Linked DNA regions of Muntiacus reevesi: region 1 is linked to region 2. The links are chromatin contacts, called in public Hi-C maps. All regions are on one chromosome and are shown on one strand. The core of a region is the stretch at or near the end of the contact, and the rest is flanking DNA. Distances in the headings are between cores, read along the strand shown. Region 1 holds the start of ACTR5 (actin related protein 5). Region 2 holds the start of RALGAPB (Ral GTPase activating protein non-catalytic subunit beta).

What was found. Hi-C and Micro-C count contacts between places; a contact is called where the count stands out from the background.
Region 1: a contact with region 2 is called in a Hi-C map of muscle, with 5 times the contacts expected there. The contact joins the promoter of ACTR5 here to the promoter of RALGAPB in region 2. A contact is called at or near these places in 2 of 3 Hi-C or Micro-C datasets (blood and muscle).

What each region holds. Positions count from the first base shown.
Region 1 is chr2:65,790,137-65,796,150 of mMunRee1.1, reverse strand. ACTR5 (actin related protein 5) reads right to left here and starts at 4,036. Exons shown (of 10, transcript XM_065921998.1): 1 at 3,609-4,036; 2 at 1,193-1,422. The coding sequence starts at 4,007.
Region 2 is chr2:65,606,785-65,612,800 of mMunRee1.1, reverse strand. RALGAPB (Ral GTPase activating protein non-catalytic subunit beta) reads right to left here and starts at 3,625. Exons shown (of 30, transcript XM_065921992.1): 1 at 3,393-3,625.

The DNA.
Region 1 (6,014 bases), core at 2,787-5,286, 180 kb before region 2:
GGGACGATCCCCTGGAGGAGAGCATGGCAATCCACTCCAATATTCTTGGCTGGAGAATCCCCATAGACAGAGGAGCCTGGTGGGCTACAGTCCATGGGGTCACACACTGAGTGACTAGGCAATGCACATATATATACTTTTTCAGATTCTTTTCCATTGTAGACTATTACAAGATACTGAATATAACTTTGTGTCCTACACAATAGGTCCCTGCAGTTTATCTGTTTTATATATACTGGTGTGTCTCTGATAATCCCCGATTCCCTATTTATCCTTCCCTTCCTGGCCTAGTCTCTTTGAAGTGAAAGTGAAAGTTGCTCGTTGGGTCCGACTCTTTGCGACCCTGTGGAGTATAGAGTCCATGGAATTCTCCAGACCAGAACGCTGGAGTAGGTAGTCTTTCCTTCCCCAGGGGATCTTCCCAACCCAGTGATTGAACCCAGGTCTCCCAAAGGGCAGGTGGATTCTTTACCAGCTGAGCCACAAGGGAAGCCCAAGAATGCTGGAGTGGGTAGCCTATCCCTTCTCCAGGAAATCTTCCCAACCCAGGAAAGGAACCAGGGTCTCCTGCATTGCAGAGGGATTCTTTACCAACTGAGCTATCAGGGAAACCCCATGGCCTCGTCTCTTTAACAGACAATAAGAGCCCAACTATAAAATAAGAACACATTTTAAACATGACAGAAACTACCCTCAACTTTTAAGCAACTTGGAAAAATAATCTACTACATGTCTATTAAATACCATACTTGAAGAGGTCTAAATAATTGTCATTAAAGAGCTTTAAATAAAAAAGCAAAATAGCACTTAATAAAAAAAAGTGACTCCAGAACACAACAGTCTAAATTAAATTTATTTAAACAATTTACTCAAAACATTTTTATTGCATGCCTACTACCTACAGGTACTTGTGTTAAACTATCTATTTCACTCTAAGTCAAAATCATACAATTCTAGAATTACAGATTTGTACCTCAGAGACCATCGACCCCAACCCAAGCCAGGAGGTCACAAGGACAGATGGTGAAGTGACATATCTATACTCACACAGTGAGGGGGGTCAGAGGTCAGCCCAGAGGTCAGTTCATGGTCCTGTACCTGCTCTTTCCACTCCACCTTGACAGTAAGCGCCCAATAAATGTTTCCTGAATGCTTCTCAAAACAGTACTCAAATGCCATAAGTACAACTCACCTCCCTTCTAAGATGGGTAAAATATGTGTACACTGATAACCAGATGAAATGATGAGCCCACTTGAAATCATGTTCTTTGGGTTATTGTGGTAGAAGCTGAAGAGGCTGTCTATGCCATAGGCAACCTTAGGGATCCCGTAGCACTCAAACAGAAGTTCAGACATCATCTGTCGTGAATACAGTGGGGTGCACACAGCTTCTGTCAAAACTATGGGATGATCAACACAGCCCTACTTTGAAAGAAAAGAGCAAATTGTTAGGTGCTAAGAGGATACACTTTTCAAAGCATAAAAAGAAACAAAAATCCTTATTGTAAGGGCTGAATTGGCTTTGGTCTCCAATCAAAACACCTGATCAGAAGCAATTGAGAAACACCCCTCTTCCCTGGAAGTTTCTTTGGAAAATATGAAAGCGGGGTCAGTCGTGTCCGACTCTTTGTGACACCACGGACTGTAGCCCAACAGGCTCCTCTGTCCATGGGATTTTCCAGGCACGAATACTGGAGTGGGTTGCCATTTCCTTCTCCAGGGAATCTTCCTAGGGATTGAACCTGGATCTCCTGCATTGCAGGCAGATTCTTTACCATTTGAGCCACCAATGCTCATAGTAACTTTTTTTTTTTTTGCTCACAGTAACTTAAGTCAGTTCAGTTCAGTTCAGTCCAGTTATTCAGTCGTGTCCAACTCTTTGCAACACCATGAACTGTAGCACACCAGGCTTCCCTGTCCATCACCAACTCCCAGAGCTTGCTCAAACTCGTGTCCATCGAGTCAGTGATGCTATCCAATCATCTCATCATCTGTCATCCCCTTCTCCTCCTGCCTTCAATTTTTCCCAGCATCAGGTTCTTTTCCAATGAGTCAGTTCTTCGCAACGGATGGCCAAAGTATTGGAGTTTCAGCTTCAGTATCAGTCCTTCCAATGAATATTCAGGACTGATTTCCTTTAAGATTGACTGGTTTGATCTCCTTGCAGTCCAAGGGACTCTCAAGAGTCTTCCCCAACACCACAGTTCAAAAGCATCAATTCTTCATTGCTCGCGCTTTCTTTATAGTCCAACTCTCACATCCAAACATGACTAATGGAAAAACCATAGCTTTGACTAGATGGGCCTTTGTCGGCAAAGTAATGTCTCTGCTTTTTCACATGCTATCTAGGTTGGTCACAGCTTTTCTTCCAAGAAGCAAGCACCTTTTAATTTCATGGCTGCATAGTCAACTGAAGTTAAGCCCCATCCGAACTGTGAGCCAATCATCTTTAAAACAGCTCCAGAATCCAACTGCTTCTTATCACATTCGCCATTCCTTCCTCATCTAAGTTACCATCATCCCTCACCTTGGAACTGCAACAGCCTCCTACTGATTTCCCTATTTCTACCCTATGACTCAGGCCAGTTCATTTTCCATATAGCAGCTATAGTGATCCTTTTGAAACAAAAGTCACATCCCTCTTTTGTTCAACACCCTGCAATGGCTCACCATTCCACTCATAATAAAAGCCTACAAAGTGTGTGACCTCTCTGACTTCTACTTCTACTTACTGAAGTGAAGTTGCTCACTTGTGTAGAACTTTTTGCAACCCCATGGACTGTAGCCCACCAGGCTCCTCCATCCATGGAATTTTCCAGGCAAGAGTACTGGGGTGGGTTGCCATTTCCTTCTCCAGGGAATCTTCCTGACCTAAGGATCAAACCCGGGTCTCCCTCATTGCAGGCAGATGCTTTACTGTCTGAGCCACCAGGAAAGTACCTTATAAGTAAGATCTTTTGCTTACTACTCTCCCCTCACTCTGACTATCCTCAATCAGGATTAGGGCAAACTCTTGCCTCAGGGCCTTTTCACTGGCTGTTCTGTCTCTCAAGATTACTATTCATTCAGATATTCACAAGGCTTGCTCCCTCAATCCTTTACTTTAGTCCTTGCTCAAAACACCAACGTCACCCTGAGTCCTCTCCCTACCCATCTTACTGAAAAGCTGTAACCCTTTCCTCTCCATCATGCCGTAGAATCTACTGCTTAATCCTACTGTTTATTGTCTCTCTTATTCATACTAGAACGTCTCTCCATACTAGCTCCATAGGCACAGGGGATTTCGTGTTATGTTCCCAGACATATTTCAAACACGTAGAAAAGTCCCCATTGAGAGTAGGTGCTCAACACATATCTGTTAATAAATAAATGCACTAACAAACAAACCAAACAGATGCTCCAAGAGAAAGGGGCGTTATTTTGTTCACTGGCATACCCCAACCGCCTAGCACAAGACTTACTACATACGTTAGGCGTTTAATATTTGATTGAATGACTAAATGAATGACTAAATGACAACTGGAGCGACTATCATCTCTCGGAGAGCGGAGTGACATGGGACACGACCACATCCCTCTCCTCAATCCTAACCCCACCTCGCCCGTCACCTGTGAGGAGACACCCAGATGCTGGAAGCTGTAGTCAAGCAGCAACTCCTGAAGCTCCAGGTTCACCGGCACGTTGCGGTCGAAGGGCGATCGCAGCATCCAGCGCAGCGGCTCCAAGCTGCCCAGCGCGTTCCCCACCTGCGGGCCCGCCCCGCCCCGAGCCCCACCCCGCCCGCGGGCGCACACAGCGCGGAACTGCAGCCGGGGCTCGGGGCCCGGGTCCGGCCCGGGGCACGCCCAGCCTGCGCGGGCCTGGAAGGACCCATTGTCCAGCACCAGTGGCACCGGCAGTGACCCGTGTGCCACCGGGCCGGCCTCCAGCACCGGATCTGGCGCTGCGCGGGCATCGCGGAACGGAAACACGTTTGTGGCCAGGCTAGCTGCAGTGGCCGCCGCCATCTTGAAGCGCTGCTGGCTCCGCCCCTCGCCGCGGCGTCAATCCGTTACTGTGCGAGACTCCGCCCCCGACGCAGCGTCCGCCCGTGCGGCGCGAGACTCCGCCTTCGCACAGATTCGCGGTGCCTCCAAACCTTGCGTGTTCTTGCCTTTTAATCTCGGCCGACGTTTTCACCAAACTCACCCTGGGTAGCCCAGGCCGCCTACGGGGATCCCTAGGCCACGCCCACCCTGGCTGTGGTTTAACCTCGCTCTCAACATTCGACCTGACTACTCCCCTTCGCGCTAGCCGGGACTCGGGCCAGCAAACCCCGCACCGAATGCGTAAAGCCATCGGTCCCTACCGGTCCCTTAGCTCCCGAACTGAGCTGAGCTCCGCGGGGCCCGGCGTTTCCGCCTAGCCACGCCCTATTTGCCTTGTGTCACTTTCCCTCGCCGTTGACTCCTCCCCACGTGATAACTTTGCCTTTAGTCAAGGAAACAAACTCAGGATTTAGCAGTCAGCTTGATTTCTTGACCAAGGAGTTCGCTATTCAGGCGTGTTTATTTTGTGAAAATTCATCAGGCCGTTCACTTATGATTTGTGTACTTATGATTTGTGCACTTCTGTTGGAAACGTGGTGGCTCAGACGGTAAAGAATCTGCCTGCAATGCAGGAGACCGAGGTTTGATCCCTGGGTCGGGAAGATCCCCTGGGGAAGGAACTGGCAACCCACTCCAGTATTCTTGCCTGGAGAATCCCACGGACAGAGCAGCCTGGCGGGCCACAGTCCATGGGGTCGCAAAGAGCCATACGCAAATGAGCGACTCTTTCTTTTTCTTTTTGCACCATATTTTTTTTTTTTTTTTTTTGCACCGTATTTTATAATACAATGTAAAGTTTCCCAGGTGGCGCTAGTGGTAAAGAACCCACCTGCCAATGCAAGATACTTAAGAGGGTTTGGATCCCTGGTTTGGGAAGATCCCGGTGAAGGAGGACATGGCAACCCACTCCAGTATTTTTGCCTGAAAAATCCCATGGACAGAGGAGCCTGGCGCGCTACAGTCCATTGGGTCGCAAAGAGTCTGACACCACTGAAGTGACTTAGCACATAAAGTTTTAAAATAGACTTATTAACTTCCACAAGTCTATGGGACTTATACCTTCTCACAAACCTCAAACACTGCAAAAAAGACTGCTAAATGTTACTTAATATGTATAATTCTCTTTTGTGGTATGATTCCCCTACATGGTCCTCTAGCTTGTTGTGATCTTGTGACTCAGTTTTGGCCAATGGGGGGGGGGCGGGGGGGCAGGGAGGAATGGAGGTGATGTCATCTGCCCCCTCCTCAGTTTTAGCTGTAAAAGAACTGAGCTCACTCTCCCCTGCCCCATTTCCCCCTTTCCACCAGGCAAGATAACAAGAATTAGAGCGCCTGCTTTGACTGTACCCTCCCAGCTCTGGAGCACTTAATTTTGAGAGATAAAAGCAAGTTAATTACAAAAGGCCCAGTTCAGTCACTCAGTCGTGTCCGACTCTTTGCGACCTCATGGGCTGCAGCATGCCAGGCTTCCCTGTCCATCACCAACTGCCGGAGCCTACTCAAACTCAGGCCCATCATGTCAGTTTTGCCATCCAATCATCTCATCCTCTGTCGTCCCCTTCTCCTCCCACCTTCAGTTTTTCCCAGCATCAGGGTCTTTTCCAATGAATCGATTCTTTGCATGAGGTGACCAAAGCATTGGAGTTTCAGCTTCAGCATCAGTCCTTCCAATGAATATTCAGGACTGATTTTCTTTAGGATTGACTGGTTGGATCTCCTTGCAGTCCAAAAGGTGGTTCTGTAATAAACATCCTTATGGAGAGATGAGACCCCCAAACATTCTCAGGAACCTCTAGGAACACTTCTAAGCCAAACAGGGAGCCAGTCTAGCAGCAAATCAGATGAAAGGTGTTGTGTTTCAACATAAGTCATGATTTCACATCTGAAGGAATCCATTATTAAATGGAGAAAAGCGGGACAGAGCAG
Region 2 (6,016 bases), core at 2,376-4,875:
TACCATATTGGACAGTGCAGATATAGAACAGTTCCAGAAATTTCTATTTGGCAAAGCTGCCTTAGATACTACACTTTTACTTTTATTACAACCCTTATTAGACTATAGATTCCTGAAGGAAAGGAGCTGTGTCTTATTTATCGTAACATCCCCAGTTTATACAGCAAAGTACATGTCATACGATGAAAAGCACCCACTATTTATCTAACTTAGTATCTCAAACATAGCACACTACTCTGTCCACTTCCCCCATCCCCAAAACACACACACACAAGAAACAAGACATCCTCTTACGAGAGGCGTGAGGGCGGAAGGGGATACTGTGCACAGAGCAAGAAGACCTGCATTCTAGTCTTGGATGTGCTACAGCCAACCATGTAGTCCTGAGCAAGTTACCTACTTTCTTCATCTATAAAAACTTAGACTTAAACTCCATGTGCCTTAATTCTAAAACTCTTAATCAGCTTGCACCAAAGAAAATAATGTATTCTATCTGAAAGGTCTTTACAGATGTCAGGCAACACATCTACTAACTCCGATGGGTACCTCATATTTAAAAGAATCATTTCTAGTCCTCAGGCTCTCATGATGACAGTCACTTTTGGTCTTTAACTGAGTCTGTAGTTTTTCACCTTTTCTTGGGGATCAACTAGAGACTTAAACCTGAGGCTTAAAGATTGAGTTTCTTTCATGTGCTGAGGCCAGAATGGGATACTCTGCGACATCTGATCAGAGAAACAAGGGCAAGTTTCTTGAGTATCTGGATTTAACATAAATTACTCCACCAGTTTCTACATTAGCCTTAGCCTAAAATTTGAGAAAACAACATAAAACTGAACCAAGGAAATCTTTCTATAGCAATCTGTATAATGTAAAGAGTACCATTACATGAAATGTGCTTTTTATTCAGTCCATATACTTCACCATCTTTAACTGCAATAAAATCTTTATTGTCAAAAAAACCTCTTCATAATGACCTTCACACACATACTCACTCACTCTTATAAACCTTACATGGTTTTAAGACTAGCCAAGAACAAATATAATCTGAATTACCAGCCTGCCTTCCTTTATAATTTGTAAATATGCTGGACAATAGCAGTTCAGGCATTCTGTAATAAATATATACTGTCAATTCTTCTGACATCAAGGTTTCAATCTTTGTTAAGTATTTCTTAAATTCTCCCTCCCAGTAATAGGATGAGCTACCAGCAGCACTTCCATTTATTAGTATTTACCAAGTGCCAACAAGGTAGTAACATTTGAAAGTGTTAAGTTGCTCAGTGGCACCCAATTCTTTGTGAGTCCATGGGGTGTAGCCTGCCAGACTCTTCTATCATGGGATTTACCAGGCAAGAAAACTGGAGTGGGTAGCCATTCCCTTCTCCAGGGGATCTTCTCGACCCAGGGATCGAACCAGGGTCTCCTGCATTGCAGGCAGACTCTTTACCCTCTGAGCCACCAGGAAAGCCCAATTACACTGAGTGGATGATAATTAAACACTTACTTTGGACAGCATAGTGTTCAGCAGGGAACACAGACAAAGGTCTAAGAGCAATAAAAAGGTTTCCACTACAGAACTGATTGTATCTGCTTGTGATAAAACTAGATATTAAACATCAATCAATGTTGACTGCACATAGTCCTTTCGAGTGTGTCCCTAAGTGCTAAGTGTGCAACTTAGTGCAATTTGAGTGCTAAGAATGCAATGTGTTTATTCAACTTGGGGAAATTAATTAACCTAACTACAGTATTTTCAAGCAAAAAAAGAGCAAAACTCTGTAGACTAAGAACTGCCAAACACCTTTTGCAGATACAAAAATAGAGAAAGATCTGTTTGCCGCATGCAATATGTGGCATAAGAGGGACTCAGACATTCCATTCAGTAAAACCTTTGTTGAGTCTGAGTCTGTATGTCAGAGCACTGGGAGGAATCCAGAGATGAGAAGAGATGGTTCAAGTCGCTCACAATCTTAGCAGAAGAAAGAGAAATATGGCATAGAAAGATCATTGGTAAATTTCATTAGGATCATGCTAAGGAGCAGATAGGAAAGACCCAAGGTTGTTAGGAGTGAGGGGTTGGGGGGGGAAAGGTCACAGATAGAGGCATCCTGAAGGTTAAAAACGCTGGGAGCTATGCAGCCAAAGATAGGAAGAAAAGGCTCCGTGCACGTGTGTAAGAAAGAGCAGAAGTGTGTGTGTTTGGGTGGCGCAGGGAGAAACCAAAAAGGACAGTCTAGGCAAAGAACAACATATGCAAACAAGACCCTGAGATCAGAGACACTATATCCGTGAGTACTGTGTATCTAGGAAAATTGAAAGGTAACAGTTTCGCAGATGTACACACTTTAAAAGGTCCAGCTGACTAGGAAATCCTGCACAGAAACTTACTTCCCACCCCCAGTAGGCTTTCACAAGGTGCAATGAGCCTAATGAAAAGATTATCTGCGGGTGGAACCAGAGTTTAAAAAAAAAAGTCCCAGAAGATTCTCCTACAGTTAAACTGGAGAAACACTGAAGCGGTTTCTTGAGATGCAAAATTATCTAGCAGTTCCCAAAACTTTGCTGCACACTGAATTCATGGAGGGGGGGGGCGCGGATCTTTAAGAAATACTGCTGTCTGGCGTCGTCCCCACCCCCCGCCCCACAGCTCCCCTCCCAGACACGCTGATTTAATTGGCCTGGCTCTGTTACCTGTGCCATCAGAAATCTTTAAAAGCTGTTCCAGGTCATTTTTACGTGCAGCGAAGTTGGAGAGCCACTGACCTAATAGTTAAGAACTTAGATCTGGCCTCAAATTTACCAGCTCTGTGACCTTGGGCATAGACGTCACCTAACCATTACGGGCCTCAGTTGCCTCATCAGGAAGATGGGGATAATCATCCTCCCTTACCGGGTCGTTGTTAACTTGGATGGGGTGAACGTAATGGCCTGGCACAACGCCCGGCGTATAGTAAGCGCTAAAGAAGGGCTAGTTGTTCATCTTCATTATTAACTCTTCCTCCTCGAGAGTCACCATGCAATGGGCAGCATCGTCCCCACAGGGCGGCAGCCACTCGACCAACCTTGCTGCTGGACCAGATTCTTCGCCGGAGTTGTCTAGCTCCGCTCCAGACCCGCCCCCTCCCCCAGGCTGCCAGCAAAGAGCCTCTCCCGGCCAGGGCAGCTCTCAAGAGCCACCCCGGGTTTGAGCAGACCCGACAGAGGCCACCGACTCCTGGGCCAAGCTCCCCCGGACCCCGTGGGTCCCCCCCAAAAAAATGAGATGCGCTTCCGAAGGCCGGGCCCTTAAGAGCTTCCGGGGCCGAGAAACAAGGCTTAGACATCCCTGGACCAGCCTGAGGGGAGAAGAGGGGAGGGTCTGGCCGAGACCTGGAGGCCCGCCCGCTTACCTGAGGCGACGGGCGGGGCCCGCATCGCTGGGGTGGGCGCCGCCGCCGGCCGCACTCGGCCTTCCGCCTCACGCCACCCGCGCCATAGGACCGGCGCTTTCGCTGCCCTGGCCGGCTGTCCTCAGGCGGTCGTTCTGTCCACTCGTCAGCGACTCTCCCACGGCGCCCGGGGACGACGAAGGCCAGTCGGGCCGGCCGGCTGGGATCTGCTCAGCCAACTTCCGACTGCCAGGGGCGGCAGCGTCAAATAACTCCCCGAGCCGACTGGGCCACTGCGCGTGCGCAGCGCGCCTGATCAGAGACTTGTGCGGGGCCCAGACGGCGGCGTCAAATAATTCCCAAGACACGGAGCCGGAAGCTGCGCGTGCGCAGCTATCCCAGATCGCCGCGCGCGGGACATAGTCCCTCCTCCTTTTCCGGATCAAGAAGAACAGGAGTGGAGTGACGGATACTCCTACCTCATCGCAATACGGGCGTGGAGGCGGTCCACCTGCGTCTGTACGAATCAGTCGGAACTCTGCCTGTTTTTGATGCGAACGAAGTAAGGTCTTCTCTGCAAGTTTCTAGCTCCTACTCAGGTTCCAGGAGTTTCTCACGTCCCACTGTTAAAGCACCCTTCTTTTGAAATGTGGCCTTTACCGCTCCCCCCGCCCCTTATAGCATTATGAGCAATGCACAATTCCAGGCCAAATGTGAGTTACCAAGATGAATCAGACATCAACTTCAGAGCCTGTCATTAAGGAGCTGAGTCTGATAAAGGCAATAAGACATTATTACTAGTAGTAATAATAGCAAGAGATACCAATTTGAGCACCTACAATGCACCACACGTTTCGTAAACGGTACTACTTCCAATCGTTTGGTTTCAGCTTCAATGAAGAAAATGATAAATGCCATTAGAGAGATACAGCTCAAGTGCCTTGAGGGTGTAGAAGAGGAAACTTGGGCTGAAAGAGAAGAGGAGGAAGAACCTGGCCTTGAGATTGTCCTTGATATTCAGAGAGGTGGGGATCAGGGTAATAGCGCTGCAGTCACTATCTGCAAAGAGCAGAATGGAGCATAGAAGATGCTGACTCCTCCTCCTTACCCTCAGAAGAGACCATGGAGCAAAGAAGTGGAATCCTCATGGAAAGAAAAAAGAGTGTGTAAGATTTTGTACACACACGAAAGTAGCTAGAGGAGAGCTATATCTAGGTCACTTTGTGAATCATAGCTATACATTTCAATTAAACACCGCGTGGCAAATGTTATGAGAGGCTCTCAATATTTATTCCAACCACTTAAACTTGCTTTTCTAAACTACAGAGGCTGGAAAGCAAAGCACAAACTTCCCAACTTCCTTTGCAGTTGGGAGTGGCAGTAAGACAAAGTTCTGGCCAATAAGATATAGGTAGAAGTCTCAAGGGAGAACTTCCTTTTCAGAATAAAAAGGAACTCTTTGGAGAAGTTTGTAAGCTTCACCCTTCCCCTAATTCATGCTTGGAACTGAGGCACAACACCTGGAGGTACAGCAGTCATCTTGGCACCATGAGGCAGCTTGTGCTAGGGAAGGTGAAACAGAAGGACAAAAGAAGCCTGGTTTAGGACATACTCAAGCAGCTGCACAAACCTTGGACTGCCTTCCTGTTTTATAGGGGAATGGGTGGGGGGTTGGGGGAAATTCTTATTTAGATCACAATTTTTTTTTAGTTATCAGTTACTTTCAACCAGACTCATTCCTAACATAATAAATATGGAACTCCTGTAATAGACAGGTAAGGGGCTAATAATAGAGGTGACAAATTAGAAGAGCGATAGATGAGAGAAACTGGAAAAATGACAGACATAGAGGACTGGGAACCTGTCAGAGCCTTTGGGGAGATAATGAAAATAATCTTGTCTCCTACCTGGTGACTTTAATTCATCCCTGCAAATTCTGCCTCTAAGTGAAAAGCTGATAAATGAAAAAAATTATATTTCCATTAATTTTGATGAGAAAAAATATGTTTAATTCCAACTCAAGACACGTAAATATTTTAAACAATATAGCAATGAAAAAATGCAAACAAAAATCATAAGCAATAAATAAATAATCTTAAATTAAGAATATGACTTCTACATAAAATGTAAGGTATAAGGACTAATATGACTTCTACATAAAATGTAAGGTATAAGAACTAATACACTGACCAAGAAGATAAGATTTAATATTAGGTGGGGGCAGGGGAGGTGGAGGAAAGATGCATGTGAGTCATTCTTTAAAGGTGATATTTCTGCACCTTTTTCATAATCAGTTTTTTAAAAAAAAACTTTGAGGGTTTCTGTTAAACCAACATAAAAATAAAATTATAGCACACACAAGGCACCTTGAGGGAAAATGAAGATTAAATATCAGAACACTTTGAAACTTGGGGAAAAGTATGCATACACAATAGACTGAAGAGAAGTGAAATGCTATATAGAAAAAAAATTTGGATTCTCCAAAACAGATTGGTTCTCCATCGTAAATCTAACTATAAAAGTAGAATAAAGTGGGGAATTATCTGAAACTGAAATGGAACAGTTACATCAACTTTTCTGGCAGACTTTTTTCCTAAATTGATGACACCAATATACATAGTCTATCCCCCAGTACTTCTTAAAAT